2 separate regions of the Mus musculus genome follow, and region 2 is linked to region 1. Evidence: chromatin contacts called from public Hi-C data. All regions are on one chromosome and are shown on one strand. Each heading gives the region's core, a stretch centred on a gene start, on an enhancer-like site or on the middle of the called end of the contact. The rest is flanking DNA. Distances are from core to core; before and after follow the strand shown. Region 1 has its middle 710 kb from the start of C230029F24Rik. Region 2 has its middle 330 kb from the start of C230029F24Rik.

The links. A called contact is a pair of places that touch in the nucleus more often than the background predicts.
Region 2: a contact with region 1 is called in a Hi-C map of cerebellar granule neurons, with 3 times the contacts expected there. The contact joins two enhancer-like sites. A contact is called at or near these places in 3 of 484 Hi-C or Micro-C datasets (cerebellar granule neurons and cerebellum).

What each region holds. Positions count from the first base shown.
Region 1 is chr1:48,532,599-48,535,873 of GRCm38.p6, forward strand. No RefSeq gene overlaps it. Among named protein-coding and RNA genes, the nearest start is that of C230029F24Rik, 710 kb to the right of the region's middle. Within about 2 kb of position 1,518, at least 2 of the 459 cell types and tissues checked have an H3K27ac peak or open chromatin away from gene starts, as enhancers often do. A contact at or near this core is called in cerebellar granule neurons, where this site is marked.
Region 2 is chr1:48,914,748-48,918,022 of GRCm38.p6, forward strand. No RefSeq gene overlaps it. Among named protein-coding and RNA genes, the nearest start is that of C230029F24Rik, 330 kb to the right of the region's middle. Within about 2 kb of position 1,479, at least 1 of the 459 cell types and tissues checked has an H3K27ac peak or open chromatin away from gene starts, as enhancers often do. A contact at or near this core is called in cerebellar granule neurons, where this site is marked.

The DNA.
Region 1 (3,275 bases), core at 268-2,767:
ATGTGCAAAATGACTGGAACATTCTTACACTCTACCAAGCAAGGAAATTTTATCTTTCTTCAAAGAAATCTTGAAGTAAAGAGATTAGCCTTTTCCCTCTTTTCCTTTCCATTCTGTCTTCCTCTCCTGTTTTCTCCTCCTGTTCCTCTTCTTCCTTCTTCCTCTTCCTGTTTAGTCTTACTGTTTATTTCTGAGGACCATCAAATTTGTGTCTTCACAAATGCTAAGGCAGTGTTGTACCAGAGGTGCATGCCAATTTAAAGTTATTGATTTGATATCTGATCTATTTTATCTTAAATCAAAAACTTGCATGCCACACCAAGCCAGCTTTTCTCTAAAGTACTAAAATCCTGTCACAGCTTTAAGTGTGATTTGCAGGCACGGTAAGTGTATGGCACTCATTTCTGGAAATGAAACTATATGTTCCAGTGTGTGTGTGTATCTTTGTATGTGTCTGGAAACCCTTCCAGAAGCACCCATCAGGTCACCTCTTTCATCTCATTAATCGGGGCTTTGTCACTCTGCAATGGCTAAAACAATCATTAATGAGAAGAATCAACTGCCAAGATAGACTTTAGTAATGAGAATTTGTCTCTGCTGTGGAGGTGGAGTCACTCATGGCTGATTACCTCTAAACTTTTGCATTTCACAAGTAGAAAGCAGGTAGTTAATTAGTCAACTAGCACTGTGTGCATATATGCTCTTCAAACTCTGCAACTAGGTTCATAAAATTAATGACATTTGTAGGAAGAAAAAAAACACTACCTAGACAAATGAATTATCCTGAAAATCTATTATGTGGATGCAGGTTACAGTTGCTTCAGTCACACATGGGCCATTTGGGTGTTGATAAACAATGGCGGAGATGTAGAGATTTTGGCCTTTGTCAGAGCACCAACATATGGCAACACCACAAGCCAAGGAGGACAGAAAATCGCTATTTATAGATTCCACTGAAAGTCAGGTAATAAGCCAGAAATCAGCTGGTCTCTGGAGCTGAGAGCCTCTACTTTTTGACAGATGGCACTGAAGAGGGATGGACCAACTTATTAGTCCTATGAGGCTTAGCTATATTTAGTGTCAGTAGATGCAATAGTATATTTTGAAGGTAACATGGATGAGGAAAAAGAAGACCATTTTTTCATCAAACAATGATCTAATGTAATTTGTGTTATTTGTGTAATAACATTACATTGCTAAATATGCATGTATATACATATGTATATATGTGGATTTCTATATTTATAAATATGTATGTCTAGAGAATGTATATTTGTATAAATATATATGATAATTTATCCAAGTCATATAGCATTTCAGGATTCTCAGGTTCTTCAGTATGTTATTAATACATTCTACTGCAGTCTTTTAAGTTTTATTAAGAACATGATATTGAGTCTCAGAGAAGGCTCAGTAGAAATTTTTTTTAAATATGCTGGCTAGTTTTATGTGAACTTGACACAAGCTAGATTCATTGGGAAACAGTGAAACTCACATATATTCCCACACCAGAGTATCCTATCTGCGAGTAAGCCTCTGGGGCATATCTTGATTGATGTTTTATGTGGGAGAGACAAGCTCACTGTGGGCATTGGCAAACCGAGGTCTATTGTTTTAAGTCAGATAAGAAAGCAAACTGAGTATTCCAGAGCAGGAAGCCAGTAGAATACATTCTTCCATGGTTTCTGTTCCAGTTCCTGCCTCTTGGCTGCTGCTTAAGCTTCAGCCCTGACTTTGCTTTCATGATGGACTTAAATGAACTGCTTCCTCACTAATTTGCTTTCTGGTCATGGTATTTTATCCCACCAAATCTCTACAACCCACAATAAAAGCAACAGTGCAAAACAAACCCTGTGATCTGTGTGTGGAGGGCAGAGGAAGGAACAGTGTTGGGCCTTCCATACAGTCAGTCTATGTAAATTACCAAGCTCCAGAATGAGGAAGACTCTACCTTAAAAATATAAGGTGAAGAGTGACTGGCAAACTCACTGGAAAATCAACCATTGTGTTGACTCATCTGTGCTCATGAGCACATGAATACATGAGCACAAACAGATACACACACACTCTCTATCACATTATAAAAATAATAACCATATGTTCTGCTGTGTCTAGGGTAGAGTTTGACTGGCTGTCATGGATTATGTGCCTGAAATTTTTCCAAGCATTTGTCACAATAACTAGAAAAGGACAACATAGTTATTTGTCTAAGCAATTTTGGGTATAAATATTTCCATTTCTTGTGGTGTCCTCTTCCCCTTTGGATCCCACAATCCTTCCTCTCCCTTTTTTGTGGGACTCTGAAGCTCTTTGTAATGTTTCGTAGTGTGTCTCTACATCTGCTCCTTTCAGTTGCTTCATGAAGCATCTGTGATGAGCGTTGTGCTAGGGACCATTCTGAAGTAGAAATTTCTGGTTGTGTCATGCGATGCAGACTCATGCGATGTTTTGCTAAAGCATACTCATGTGATGTTATGTTAAATCAAGACCTGTGAAATGACACATGATGCTTGGATTATAAAAGAAGGACCCAGCTGACAGTGACGAGAGGCTTGCATAGCTAACCATGCAAAGCTTCTATAATCTTGTGTCTTTAGGCTGATCTTCACTTCATTGAGTGATTCACAGCAGAGAACGTCTCCTGGCTTTCCAGCTGGTTCCATTCACTCCTAAAGACTCATGCCAAATTCACTGAGGCTGGATTATTCACTCGTTGCTGATTCACGTTTTATGACACTCTTTAAACAGAACTGTTGATATCCTGACACTACTGAACTGAACTACTGCTACTCTGACAATGAAGGTAGAAACTGCCCCCCACTCCCTCCCCCCCCAAAAAAAAACCCCACATAACAGAGCCTCATCCCTTTGTCCTATTTACCATTTTTAACTTCTACTTTTGGATGGTGGGATAGAAAGGGGGATCGGAGTGTTTGAGAACCCTTATTAAAGTAGGTTGTGAAAAATCTAAGCCCACACTAATCTGAGAATAGCAGAATGTCTTTAAGAATCACTTCATTACTTTTTTGCCAGTCATTTTTCTTTCTATTCTAGGTCCCTTGGCCATTCAGTCCCTGATTCCTGGCCATCCAGGAACTATCAGGATTGATTTCCTTCTTTTAGCATGGACCTCAAGATTGACTAGTCATTCATTAGTCACTGTCACAAGTTCAGTGCCACTTTAACCGCACACAGAACAAATTTGTAAGTCTAAGTTTTTGTGACTAAGTTGATATTACAGTCCCTCCACTAGAAACCTTGCCTTGTTACACTAA
Region 2 (3,275 bases), core at 229-2,728, 380 kb after region 1:
ACTGATATTCATTGTCAGTATATTTAATGAAGAGACATTGTTATTTTATTCATCTATACATGTCAGTTTTAAAATTTAATGTTTATAATTTTAAGTTATTCTTAATTAATTAATTAATTAATTAATCCTGTGTTTTGTGAATCTATACAGTACATGACAAGACAAAATTTTGAGGTCAGAGGATGCCTTGCAGTAGTTGATTTTTCCTACCAAAAGGATCTAAGTTTATTACATATTTTACGAATATTTTCTACAACAGTCTTTCATCTTTCTTTCTGTTTTGTTTGTTGCCGCAGACCTTCTGGGTCCCTGTGTCTGCGTGGAACGGGGTCTCTCGACGCGGGTGGGCAAAGCGTGGATGAATGACAGACAGACACACACGCAGGAGAGTTTGTGTGGAATCTGAATGTAATTTTTCAAATCGAACATCAGACTTTTTATGCAGAAGACAACAAGGTAGTTGGGTGACATACCCACAAGGTACAAATAAGGTAACCGGATGCTTAATGACTCTTACACAGAACAGAGGAAATGAAAACGCAAAGATTGGCAGGAACTGGGCAATAAAATAACTGAGACAGAGTCAGCCCTATCTAAGGTCAGCTATAGTCTTAGAAGCCAGGTGTGAGAACTTTTCACTCCTAGGGCAAAGGCTTTCACACCCAAGTCATGGTTCTAACTAGGGAGTTCCGTTCTAGCTAACCATCTCATGAATAATGTAATACTCTAAAACCACAGCCGGATCTACTTCCTAAACCATTGTAAATTCCTGTATATAGGTGTAACTCAGCTATAATTCTAAATATCTCTTCTGGTTTCTCCTACGGTCAGAAACTTCTTTCTTCCTTAGTGATGGTAAATTCCTGTGAAGGGCAGTGACCTAACTTTTACTCAAAGAGATAGCGTAATACCAGGGGCAGTACTGAATTCCAAGCCCAAGGTCTTGCTAAGGACAAACTAGGACCGTTGGAACACTGGCGGACGGCTTTAGCTATGTCAGAATTCAATCTTAAGAGGCACTTATGATAGGAAAATATTGAAAGAGAGCACGTGGATCCATACACTAGACTAACGCGGGAATGGAATGCAGGAATGAAAAATTACTGTATGGGTAGGGAATGCTAGACTCCAGGAGGAGAGCTTCCTTGAAACTCTTTTGCCTCATGAGTGACTTTTAAGCCTTTCGGCTTGTCCAGTTGACTCGACCAGAGAGCGTAGCAGTTTGTGAAAACTAATTTCATATCATTAATCAACAATGGTAATTAAGGTACTAAAGTAAGCAATGCACACACAACACCCTTCAAATTTGATATTGCAGGCAGTTCTTTCTTCATATCTATACATAGTAAGGAACCTATACTATCTATGAGAAAATATCAGTAGATGAAAATTGCTGTATTTTCCCTTTCCAAATACATTTGGGCAGTGGGAGGCTTGTGATTGGACAGGAGAAGGAAGGTGGAGCGAGGAGTTGAGGGGACAGAGAGAGATGTCTCAGGAGGAGAGAAAGAGAACCAGAATAGAAGTTGATGTGGTGTTATCAGTAGGTTAGAATAATTGGGATAAAGCTTTATCATTATCATTTGGCTCTGAAATTATTGCATTGGCATCTTGTAAATTGTGTTATTATTGATATAAATCTGAATGGCTAATTAAGGATTAAAAGTCTTGATTCTATTGGGTAATTAGGTGTTGAGATGGCTAACCAAGGGTGTGTGGGCTTTCAGTGAAAGTGAGAGGAACTGGTTGGGGGGGAGCATCTGAGAGATGGCCCGGTGGGAGTCATGTGGTCTCGCAGGGCTGGCAAGTTGGCGGGCCAAGAGACTTAACAGGTGAGATCACCTGGATCAGGGGCTATCTCTAGAGAGTTCTTGGAGACTGCAGGAGCCAGGAGTGTGGCCTGGCCCCGCTGAGAGTTGGCAGGTTCAGTTTTTAATATTTCCTGCAACAGATGGACCTCTAATAATAACCTTGTTGGTTTAAGAAGACTGGCTTACATATTGCTGGCTGTGGATGCTACATGGATTAGGCATGGATAAATTTAAATTATAATGCATACACTTGACTTCAGTGTCTAGGAACTTTCCTATGAACATTTAGTATGAAAGTGGGTATAAAAATGTTCTTCCATTATGTAAAATATTTCAGCACTGAATTTATGTTTTTTTTTCTGTTTATTATTAATTTTTCTTCTATTCTGGTTTATAATTGATTAATGATTAATTGATTGGTTGGTTGGTTGGTTGGTTGGTTAAGTCAAAGCCTCAATCTGTGGCCCAAGCAATTCATGATGAGTCCTGCATCTCAGTTTACATAGATTTAGGGTTACAGAAGAAAACAACAGTACCTGGATTGAGAGATTCTAGTCTATTTAATTTTCAATTAATTAAAATAAAGTTTATTTTTATAAAAATATGGCAATAATTAAATTGTGCAAGGATAAATGTATGTATTTCAAGTATGTAGTGACTTTTGATTCCTTCTATGATTTCTCCTTGTTTATGTGAAAGATCTGGTTTAAGCAGAGGTCCCAAATTGTGACTTGAGTTTACAGTGAAAATCATAACCATAAGCTGGACAATAATTCAAGAAATCTGAAATCTGGAAAACAGTTCAGACAGGTAGAAATTCACAGTGTCCCTTACTCTGAATATCCCACTCATGGTCTTTTTTCATTCACTTTAAAATACTATAAGATACTGTCATAACTTTCATTGCATAGGTGAGTTAAGCAGACTGCATGGCAGAAAACTAACTCACTTGAGTTTGTATAGCTATCGGCACTGACAAGAAATTTCCTAGTAGTTTTCTCCATTCTATGATATTGAAAATAGCAGCACAATACCATGTGAAATGAGTAAACAAAGCAGGAAGGAGGCACCCATAGTGCCCTGCTTTTGTCAGGCTAAAAATCACTCAAGTGGTAACTGGAATGCTTACAACAGAGATTCATCAGCCACAAACCTATGATTCATAAGTGTGCTAATGCAAGCTATATTGCAAATTGCAAACCTGTATAACATTGGTGATGAAAGTAGAAAGTGAGTAATTACTCATAAAGACTGCCTTAGTTAGGCAATTTAATGTATGAACATTTGGTGCATAAGTGTGTTTCTCAATAGTCCGCAGCAACATTGAAGATTGAGACAGTGATCTATACTGGGAAAAGGTTGGTAGGGAACTATTCTAAATCAATATTAATGAAAACATTTTGTGCCAAAGACAGTTTACCTCTGCTGTAGGTTTTCAGAAAATAATACTTCACTTTGTAGCAG